Linked DNA regions of Mus musculus: region 1 is linked to region 2. Evidence: chromatin contacts called from public promoter capture Hi-C data. All regions are on one chromosome and are shown on one strand. The core of a region is the stretch at or near the end of the contact, and the rest is flanking DNA. Distances in the headings are between cores, read along the strand shown. Region 1 holds the start of Hoxa7 (homeobox A7). Region 2 has its middle 57 kb from the start of Gm38811.

Evidence for each region. Promoter capture Hi-C pulls out the DNA fragments that hold promoters and counts their contacts.
Region 1: a promoter capture Hi-C map of stem cell-derived epiblast-like cells shows a contact between it and region 2, with 6 times the contacts expected there. The contact joins the promoter of Hoxa7 here to the enhancer-like site in region 2. A contact is called at or near these places in 15 of 39 promoter capture datasets (the 3T3-L1 cell line, 3T3-L1-derived adipocytes, the C10 cell line and 9 more), 3 of 15 datasets of contacts at CTCF or cohesin (embryonic stem cells, large pre-B cells and pro-B cells), 40 of 484 Hi-C or Micro-C datasets (the C10 cell line, the C2C12 cell line, CD4 T cells and 25 more), 9 of 115 datasets of contacts at active chromatin or transcription factors (the NIH/3T3 cell line, astrocytes, bone marrow-derived macrophages and 4 more) and 4 of 9 other capture datasets (adipose tissue, embryonic stem cells, liver and 1 more).

Annotation. Positions count from the first base shown.
Region 1 is chr6:52,215,810-52,221,430 of GRCm38.p6, forward strand. Hoxa7 (homeobox A7) reads right to left here and starts at 2,764. Exons shown (of 2, transcript NM_010455.2): 1 at 1,221-2,764; 2 at 1-221. The coding sequence starts at 1,596.
Region 2 is chr6:51,765,750-51,771,281 of GRCm38.p6, forward strand. No RefSeq gene overlaps it. Among named protein-coding and RNA genes, the nearest start is that of Gm38811, 57 kb to the left of the region's middle. Within about 2 kb of position 2,347, at least 109 of the 459 cell types and tissues checked have an H3K27ac peak or open chromatin away from gene starts, as enhancers often do. A contact at or near this core is called in the HPC-7 cell line, LSK cells, Th1 cells and 6 more, where this site is marked.

The DNA of each region.
Region 1 (5,621 bases), core at 1,514-4,013, 450 kb after region 2:
CGGGGCTGCAGTGGGAGCCTGGCTCTCATCTTTATGCTCTTTCTTCCACTTCATGCGCCGATTCTGGAACCAGATCTTGATCTGGCGCTCAGTGAGGCAGAGCGCGTGAGCGATCTCGATGCGGCGGCGCCGCGTCAGGTAGCGGTTGAAATGGAATTCCTTCTCCAGTTCCAGCGTCTGGTAGCGCGTGTAGGTCTGGCGTCCCCGCTTCCTGTCGGGTCCTAGGAACAGAAATTTGGACATATAGATAGACAAAACAGACAAGCAGACTAGGATGTGGACAGAAGAGTGCTTTAGTCAGGCCAGCAGCCCAAGAACCTGCACCTTCCACCTTGCCCAAATCCAGGTGCAACCCTCATCACCCTCAATTGAGCTGGGGGAGGGAAATTGTGAGCGGAAGGCCCCAGGGCCAGACAAGCAAGAACATCTGTGAGAAGCCTTAGGGCAGAATTCCAACTTTACAACTGGCCTTTCCAGCCGGCTACGTTTCCACAATGTCCTGCTTCCCCCTGACAAAGGGAAATTGTCAATATAGAGTGTGGCAAGTGGGGGACTCTGCGCTTTTGCCATTCAAAGGCGAGCCTGGCTGCTCCCCAGCCTTGCTAGTGGGCGACCCTCATCAGCAGCCCCATCCACAAGACCTTCCTGTGACTTTCCCACCCTCTGTCCCATTGGCTTCAGCCCCGTTCTGGAAATGGCCTCTGGTACAGTGATGAGTGAGGGATCCCGGAGGTCTCAATTCTCCTTGCCTTTGAGAAAGAAAGCCAGGCCGAAAGAAGGGAAGGAGGGGAGAGAGAGCTGGAGTCAAGAAAGAGATAGAGGACAGAAAAGAGGGGGATAGAAAGAAAGACTGAGGGAGAGAAAAAGAGAGGGAAGGGAAGAAGGGGGAGAGGGGGGGGAGAAAGAGAGAGAATATGAGAATGAGAATAGCGGAGAAACTTATTGTAAAAATTCCAAGGCAAATGGAGTTAAATAAATTTACGAGGATCGAACCCATTAATTGGGCCATAAAAAGTTTTATGAGCCTCATTTACATACAATGCTACGGGTCTCTCCACGCTATGGCGCCTCAGCTCTAATTAAAACCAGAAAGGCAGCGCCACGGGGACTTGCGGGGCCGCCGGCTGGAAGCCGCCGGGCTGGGCTCTCTCAGCCCCCCGCGCCCTGCTCCCGCCCCTCCGCTCCTCCCGCTCGCCGACCCCGCCGACCACTGAGCCTACCTGAACTGCGCATCCAGGGGTAGATGCGGAAACTGGCTTCGGCCGGGCCGTGAAGCACGCCCTCGTCCGCCTTGTCGCAGGCGCCTTTGGCGAGGTCACTGCAGAGCCCGGGGATGTTTTGGTCGTAGGAGGCGCAGGGCAGGTTGTAGGCGTCGGCTCCCAGGCCATAGCCGGACGCGAAGGGGCTCTGATAGAGGGGGCTGTTGACATTGTATAAGCCCGGCACAGTGGAGGCGAAGGCGCCGGCGCCCGGCCCGTAGCCGCTTCTCTGCGAGTTGGGTGCAAAGGAGCAAGAAGTCGGCTCGGCATTTTGGAAGAGAGAAGCCCCCGCCGTATATTTGCTAAAAAGCGCGTTCACATAATACGAAGAACTCATAATTTTGACCTGTGATTTGTTGTCCGGCAGCTTTCAGTGTCGGTTTTACGAGGTAGCGTGATATATGATAACATTACACCCCCAGATTTACACCAAACCCCATTTTCTTTTGGACGGAGCTCGCCGCGGCACGTGACCGCCCACATGACCGCCTCCGCCAATCTCAGCAGCCCTCACAGGTGGTCCCGCGCCACGGGCCGCCTGCCTCCTAGAATGGAAGGGGAAGAGGCTCACAGACGCGGCCTGCCTGCACCGGGCTGCCAGGGCGCCCGACGCAATCAGACCCCTAGGCTCCGCCAGAGCCCCGTCCCAGCCGCCGAAGCCTGGAGGCAGGGATCTCGCCCCCTCCCCCGACAACCTCATACCTATTCCTGAACCCCAGATCCACTGTGTGGATTCCCCCTGTTCGGGCCCTCTCTGAGGGTCCAAGACCCAGGGTCTCTGTAACCTGTCCGCCCAAAGATGGTCTAGAGAGGGAAATCCACTCTTTGCCCACCTCTCTCTATAAGCAGGGAAACCTTTAAGACCTGATTTGATGCTCCAGCGCCAACACCGCAGGCGCGGTGTCTCCTCTAGCCGAGCGGAGAGACCGCTGCCACAAACTGGAACCATGTGGTTCGAATAAAGTCAACGTCTCTCAGCTTCCTTTCTTTAATCGGCGGCGCACTGTTTATCTGCCCTAAAGGAAGCAGTGAAATATTTATCTATTAATGAGCCTCATTTGCCAACAGATATACTAACATGGGATTCCTTTTCTCCTCCCGGACACTGCGGCCCTGGCAGTTTCTCTGCATTTGCTCCTGGGCACCTGGCTGGCTGGCAGCAACTCCAGAGATAGCTCAACACCCGCTTTGTCCTTGCCACAACCCCTAGTTACCCCCTAGATGACAAAAAACTGGGGTATCCTCATTCAGTTTGGGAGAAACTCGGCTCCACAAATTTTAAAACACATCCGTCATACACTCCTGGCGGCTCTCAGGCAAGCAAGCCTTCCACCCTGTGGGCCGGTAACAGTTTTAGAGCTGGATTAGAGACAGGAGAGGTAATCTCAGGACCTGGGTGCTGTAGCTCATTGTGGAACCCCAGTTCTTTAGGAGACAATAAAAGCGAATAAGGGAGCCCTTTCTAGGGGCCACCCAGATCCCGCGGCTTCACCTTTCTAAGCACTGTGTGCTTGCTAAGCACAGCCTCGTTCTCTCCCAAATAGTAGCCCACCCTGGGGGCTTACCTTGCTGGGCTTCAGACCCCCTCCCCCTGCAATGATAGGTCGGGTGAAGGCTCTGCTGCCCAACGCTCTCTGGAGGATATTTGGGTGAACCCTTCCCCTAAACGCCTCATAAACTGCTCAGGCCATGCTGGAAGACTGGCGACCTTTTACTGCTCAGCTCGATTGCACATCATAAACCCGACTTCACAATGGAATTGCCCCGGAAATTCTCCTCTAAATTATAGAGTTTGGTTCCTGGTGTACAAAGCACTTTCTTATCACTTTCAGTGGGTCCAGGCTGCCTCCACCTACCCCACCCCCGTTTACCGCATCCTCTCAGGGGGGTCTTGGAAGCACAAAAGACAGAGGGATGTTCAAATCCCGCTGGAACGAACCCCAGCTCCTACCTAGTAAAGGGCTCAGGTTTTGGTGGGGAGGAGGGCAGGTGGGAGCTGGGCTATCTCCCCTGGAGCATAAGGACCCTAAGGCGGCAATATCCGGGATCCACTTTATGGTGGACCAGGATGGGAAACAGAAGAGGTGAAACAGGGAGGGGGTAGAAATCGAAATAACAGTGTCTTCTAAGAGAGAAATAAAATTCTAAAATAGCTAAAAGAAGATGAAGCAAACCAAAAGAAGGCTAGGAGATCAAAGAGGCGAAATTAGACTGCTTTAGACCAATAAATTGTTCCTGGGGTGACACAGAAGGGCGCACAGTGAAAGGCCAGGCAGGCCCAGGCGGTCTGTCTAGACTCAGGAGACTGGAGCAGTCCAAAGGCACGTGTCTAAAGTGGAACTTCTCTTTAGAAGGAGACCTGACAACCAGAGTTCGGAGTTGGGTTGAACAGGAAAAACACGACACTAACACACCTAGGAAGGTCATCTGAATTTGGCCTGAAAGGACTAAGTGGTTCCCACAAGAGACTCTGTGCTAGTTTGCCAAGGCCAAATAGGTCCCAAATTCTGCTGTTTTCAAGGTCTTGGCACTTCTGGGCACAAGTCTTCCCTCTGAGTGGGATTCAAGACTCACCAAAAACCCTCACTTCGTTTCTGTGTCTCTTTTCCCTTGGCAGACTTTGAACAAAATCAGACTCTCAGCAAGGCCTATTTAATTATATGTTTTCTGACTGTTGGCTCCCTACTTATTTAATGGAAATGTATCTGTTATGTGTGAAAATATTCACACACTATTGAGCCCAGACCCAGTTTTTAATCTGCTATCTAAATATTTCCCAACGCTGTCCCAGAACTAGCTTTCAAACCTACTGCCAGAGTTTGTTTCCTCCGTTTCCTGTGGCCAGATAGTCCTCAATGTTTAAATCTAGGTTTAGAATGTAAACGCAGACCTTTGCAGCAAAACGGCGCCTTCTAGAGAGTCCAGTGGTGCTGAGTTTGGGGGACTTTGAACCTTTCTAGTCTCCTCCCCTGAGAAGATGGTGGGCTTCAGCTATTGGGCTTGGAGACTATGTCCCCCGACTTAGTGAAAGGCGCCTGACTTGGACGCGGCCACCAATTCCTACCCGAAGCGAATAAATAAGCCCAGTTCCTTGCCGGGTCTTGTCCGGACGAAGACAGCGACAGGCTGTGAAAAACCTCTCAGCAGCGAAGACCAGAGAGCAGCCTGCCCCGCCGCCAGTCGGCCAAGGGCAAGGGAGGCTGCTGGCCTAGTCATTTCACCAGGCCTCTGAGCTCCTGGAGGCCTGCACCTACCTAGGGCCTCTGTGATCCGTGGAGGGAAGCGGCTGCTGCCAACCAGTGACTTCCATTGTTAGAAAACTGGAGCATTCTATTTGTGCCCACTGCTCAGCAGTAACATAAATATAGATTTCTCAGGATTAGGATAGGTATCTCTTGGTGCTCTCTCCAAGAAGCTATAAAACCCTTCCTACAATCAGATGCTGTGAAGTAGCATGAATTACATACGGAAATATAACGAGGATATATGCCTGTAGTACCTACGTGTGTGCAGGAAGATTTTTTTTTAAGGGAGTAAGAGAGAGAAAGAGAGGGAGACCCAGGAGATACGTCAGCCAGGATCGAGTCCCTGGTTTTACAGCGCATTCAGCACGGAGATGCGAGTCATAAACATTTTGTGGGCTTGGCCGAGACTATTACGACCCAAATAAATGCACTGTACGGTCTATATTCACGGCGCTTCGAAGGGTTAGTTTTCTTTTTGCTCTTGTGTTTTCTTTCCGAAACCATCCTACCCCAGAGTCTGATCCCACACACTAGCCGCCTTGCTCTGAAGCTGGGGACATCTAGCATTAAAAGTAGCCTGAGAATGAATGGGGATTTTTTTTTCTTTCTTCTAGCCTCCTCAACCGGCGACACCAGAGTAGCCTTGGCCTTTCAATGCCAAAGAAATACCACGGCCTGAGAAGCAAGAACGACTTCAACCATATGAATGCGTTTTGAAGCTAGAGTGTTAATGTACTTATTTAAACGTATAGATCATTTATTTTCGAACAACCTAACAGTTCCTAGACTATGCCCCAAGTTACCCCAGCGTGGCCAAGTTCCCCGAAGATCTACACAAGACAGCCACCAAGTATGACTTTATAACCAATTTTCAGCCGCCTAATTTTAAGGTCAGGTATTCAAACCGACCAAGTCCCCGATCTCTCTCTCTCTCTCTCTCTCTCTCTCTCTCTCTCTCTCTCTCTCTCTCTCTCCCCATACTGGTGGTGGCTAGCTAGGCCTGGTACCCCCCCACCCTGAACCAGGTTTGGGGACCTCACGGGTCGGCGGAACCCGTGGCCACAGGATGCGCTCTCTGTGGGTTCATCTGGTCCTGGGGCCGTAGGTGTTCATTCCC
Region 2 (5,532 bases), core at 1,097-3,596:
AAAGGGTCCCTGCACTAGGAAGATTGGGAACCACTGCTCAGATCCCAAACAGAGAAGTAGCTGTCAGCTCAGAGCTGGGTCACATATGCCTATCCCCACACTCCTGACACCCTAGCGTCTCTCACATCTTCCTCTTTCCTTTCAGCCTCCCTGTCTCCCAAAGTCAAGGCACACAATGGCACCAATACACATCACTTGTGATATTGCAACCCCTTCTTTCTCCTGGGTTGTCAGGGTCTAAATTGCTACCAGGTACAGAGACTCACTGTTCAAGCTTTGAGAGCCTCACTGATTGCAATGGATTCAAAACCCTCTCTTTAAACCAATCTGCTCTCTGTTCAATAAGCAGGGTTTCTTGAATCTCACTCTGAGAGCAGTAGGATGAGTGTGAGGTTCTGGACCAAGGGGAAGGTTGGATCAAAAGAGCTTCCGAGTCCCTTCCAGCCCTGCAGAGCTCAGTGGACAGTTATAATCTAATACGCTTTAGCGCTTACAATATGGTAAACACTTCCAGTTGTCTGTGCTTTAGGTCTCTTCCTTCCTCTAATTCTCACAATAGTGTTGTGAAGGAAGTGCCATCCCATTTTACAAATGGGGATGCTGACTGAGTCTTGGAGAATATATATGTATTGTAGGTCCAAAGGTTCAAGGTTACTAAGATGAAATAAGCAGGACTCAAATGCAGACTCTGTTTACAAGCTGCCTGTCCTGGCCTTTCCCTACCTGTCCTTGGCTCCAACCCTCACTCTCTGTGCTCACAGGCAACCTAAAACACCAGGGATTCCTCCCCAGGGTAGCACATTGGAATCACTGTGGGACAAACTCCTGCATCCTGACTCAGATTGGCTTCCCTACAGATACACATTTTGCAAGGTGCTTCTTTGTAACCCTGCCAGACACCTTTGTTACAACATGATGGGGGGCCTGCCCTGCTGGACTCCGGCCTTCCTATCCAGCTGGCATCACCTGGCTCCTTCAATTGCTCTTAATCCCGTTGTTTTTCAGGAGAAAAATATTTTGACAGCACAGAAGAATGGTACATCTGGAGGTCTGGGGTCCAGCAAAGCAGGGGAGCATCCTAAACAAATGGATTGACTGCTTCCGGCACCATCATTAACTTCTGCTCCAGGACTGACAGCTGGGACACAGGCAAAAGGAAACCTTTTTAATTTATAGTGAGCAAGACAAGTTCCTCCCCTTCCTCGACATCCCCACCTTCCTGGCTCATTTAAAGGGCCAGAGTCACTTGAAACAATAAAATCTTACATAGTTCTCTATGTGGAGCTTCTCTGGTATTTTCCGAAGCCCTAGAAAGTGTGTGTCAGTTCAAATACCATAAGATGGAAAGCATTTTTAAAATTTTCTTCAGGTAGTTAAGCTACAAGACCATTAAAAAGGATTGATGTAATTATTGAGGAACCTGTAAATTAAAAAAAAAATTAGATTGCAATAGATACACGAAGGCAGGAGAAAATACCTCTGCTTTAACAAGACCTATGTTTTCTCAGCAAGAATGAGTTAGCAGGTGGGAAATAAAGTTAATTTCAGTTTTATTAATAATATCTGATATGAAATGTTATAACTCTCCCTTCCAACCTTGCAGACAACTGGAATATTTATTTCTACTTCAGAAAAAACATGAGCGGCTGTTACCTTGAAGCAACACACACATTTAATTAAGGCAGGCAAGGAAAGGAATTGTGGCTGCATTTAAATCAGGCACGTAGAATTTAAGAGATCTGACCTTAAAAATGAAGAAAATATTATTGTAATTACTCCATTTGCTAAAAACAAATGATGTGACATTTGAATTTAAGACTTCTATCAAAAACATAGAGTGTCTTTAATCAGTTTGCACCTTTCGATTTTAATGGAGTTGCGCTTGGGCCACTGCATTCACAATTACTGAGGCTGGCGACTCCAAGCCTTTGAAATGACTTGAAAAGATTACCATTCATGGATTATTTATTAGCTCCCTGTGAGTGTATTTCCCAGAGTGGAAGTAGTGTACTATGCCAGTCTAGTTCCCAAGTTAAACTCTTTTAATTAACAGCACACTGTCCGTTGTTGCAAATGCGCCCCTGAAGTTGTGGGACATGTTGTCACGCTCTTCCCTCCACGTGGGTCTTTAGTGGCTGTCTTTGTTCTTCACCATCTCAAGCAGAGTCCTGATCACAGCCCTGGCGGCTGCTTCTGCTGCCGCCCTGGAAACACCACAGCTTGCAGGAATCAGGCTGCTTGGACAGACAGCGGATCTCAGCCTGCCTCAGCTCTCACTGATAGGGAGTGCCTGTCTCAGGCTCAGCAGAGAAGTCCGTGACATAGTGACACTTGCAGTTTAACCTAAACACACTTCCTGCCAGATAACAAAAATGTCACACGTGTGTCCCTGACAGCGAGCACAGAGCCGCAAGCCTGTGGCTGTGCTGCTGGCTGGCACGTGCTCTATCTGCCATCTGAAGCCTTCTGCTGCCTGCCAGGCTGTGGATCTCTGCTCCCCTGGAGCAGGGAAAGCAGTCCAAACAGACCTCCTGGCAGGAGGCAGGGACTACAATGTTGCAGAGACTGAAGACCTATGGTTAAAGCTGACAAAGGCGAGTGCAGCGAGCTTTTCAGGGCAGCTAAAACTTCTGTGGAATCAAAACAGGAATAAATAACTGTGGTGGTGGACCTGGAAGAAAGTGGTGCCTCGGGCTGGATCCTGCCACAGCAGAAGGCTGAGAGCAAGCCTGAGCTAGTGACACTCCAAGTCTGGAATTTGTCTTCTGAAATCCTGATTTCTGTGGTTGTTTGATTTATACACACTTCCATGCAGAGGTTATGAACGTGTGTGTGTGTGTGTGTGTGTGTGTGTGTGTGTGTGTGTGTTAACCCGAAGGCATTGTGGACTAATATATACTTTTAGAAAATCTGACATAGTAAAATTTATAGCGTTTACAAGTAATGTCTGGTTCCTTGCTTTGAAAATCTTGTTTCAGAGGACCCTTCTGGAAAATTCTGCCAGAACTACGTCTATAAAGCCCAATCTATAACTTGATGTGTGAAGTTTATTTACTAAAAGATAACTAATACTTGAAATGGGACTTATCTGTAGCTTCCCCCTGGAGAACAGACAGTAACACAAACAGGATGACCCTTTCAATATCTGTCACTTCAGACCCAAGTAAATGTAAGCGATGAAAATTTGCCCTAACTGATGTAAAAAAATGGATTTCATGTTACACAAATATGGAACGGAAGGGGTAGCAGCATAATAAACATGTTTCCTTGAGGGATTCCTACAAGGCTCAAGGAATGAATTTGGGGTACAGACAGGGCATGCTTTGAGGACCAACTGAGACCCTCTGAAACTGGGAGACCAAATGAATCTTCCCTTCCTTAAGTTGTGAGTCTCAGGACCTACCACCCACGAGATCCTTCAGCCTCCCTTAAGTGTTGGCCATCCCAACATCAACCTCACAAATGGAGTAACAACTGTACCTCCCTTACTTTATCCTTCGAATGGGACAGTTAGTTTTGGCTGGCTACGTTCATTCAACAAGAGACAAAAAATAGAAGCTAAATCTTTTGGGGACTGGAGGGTACTGTCAAATAAAATGAGGAGCAAAACAAGAGTATTTAACCCTGGTCCATTGCTGAACCCTTCTAGTAAGGATGCATTTAGTTCCAACCCTCTCTGGCTGTAGTAAGCAATTGCACATGGTGTGCGTTTCTCCTGGTGTGTCCCCTCCCAATTTGGTTGTCATTGTTTTATCTACAGCAGCAAATATTTATAGACACCCTTCAGCATGTCTTGATTGTTTCTCCTCTGAACATACTTCTAAAGGTTTTGGTGTGTGCTGTCCAATCCAGCCTTTGCTACCACCTGGAAGGTATTCACACCATGTGGCTGCATCCTGAGGGGCTGCAACATCATGTCATCCTTTGAGCTGAGCACCTGTACAAGGAACGCTGGAGTGGGCTACAGAGTGGGAGCAGGACCTTGGGGGAAAACCATGAGTAGGGCTTCTAGGGCTGGGGTCACTTGGGTGGACAGTGACCTGGTCTGAGGGTCCCAAGACCTGGGAAAGTATACTGGTATGACTCACACTATCACATAGGGTGCCTGCCTTGCTTTTAGAGAGACAGGGCATGGCACTCTCCACTGGAAGGATAGAATAAGGGAGATGCAGTCATTAGTCCATTTGTGAGGTTGGTGTTGGGATGGCGAACACTCAAGGGAGGTTGAAGGATCTCTTGGGTGCTAAGCCCTGACACACACAACTTAAGGGAGGGGAGATTCACTTGGGCTCCCAGTTTCACAGGGTCTCAGTTGGTCATGGCAGCTGGACTGGGTAGAGGAGGCTCCTCAGGTCCTGGTGGGCTAGAGATCAGGGGATCCTCTATGACCCTCTCAGGTGGACTAGGAATCAGGGGACCCGCTATGACCCTCTCAGGCATGTACTCTTATCACCCTCTTCTACCAGGCTTGTCCCATCTTCTAAAGATGCCATAGCCTCTTAAAAGCAGTGCCATCAATCAGGTGACAAATACTCAAAACAGAAGCCTGTGAGGGACAATTAAGATTCCATTCAGGACACCGACTTGACTGTTAAGTCTGTAGCTCAGTAGTGCTATGAATCACACTGCTGTTCAGTTCATCTCCATGACTGCTTTATCATGCAAAAACTTTATACTGGGGCTGGAGAGGTGACTTAGAGGTTATGAGCACTGTTGGCTCTTCCAGAGATCCTGAGTTCAGTTCCCAGCAACCACATGGTGGCTCATGACCATCTATAATGAGAACTGGTATCTTCTTTTGGCCTGTAGGCATACATGCAGGCAGAACACTGTATACATGATACATAAATAAATCTTTACAAAACCAAAAAACTTAATACTCATCCAGCAGCCATCTATGCCCTTCCTTGTAGTCCCCGACAAGGGCCATTTACCTTCAATGTCTATGATTTTGCCTACCCAGGGTACTCAATATGCATAGGATTGCACCGTGGTTGGCTTATTTCACTTAGAATGCTGCAACATATATTGGAATCTTTCCCTTTCTGGGGCAGAATAATAGTCTACAGTACCTATACAACATACCCTAGCCACTCACCCATCAAGGGGTGCTTCCCTCGGTCAGGCATTGTGAAGACCGCTGTGACTCATCACAGCATGGGCGTGCAGACACTTTCTTAAGGTGCTCTCCCCACCCCATCTTGGATGTGGAAGTCTAATCAGTGGTGAAATGATTGGATCGAAGCTTAACTTTATTATCTTGTACCTCTATGGAAATTTCACTTTTGGCTTTTGAGCCACGACTTTGCCCGCTGGCCTCACTTTTCAATCACACACCAAAGGCTGTAACATCCATCCTGTGTCTGTTTGCCGTGCCAATACCAAGGCACACTGAGGTAATCTCCAAGGATAACAAAGCTATTACTTCCGTTTCGGAGCCAGAGTTACATGTAAACACAAGGCACTTTGGGCAACTTGTCAAGACTTACCCGAAGGCCCCAAGATCAGGGCAGGACCCTGAGGTCACATCAC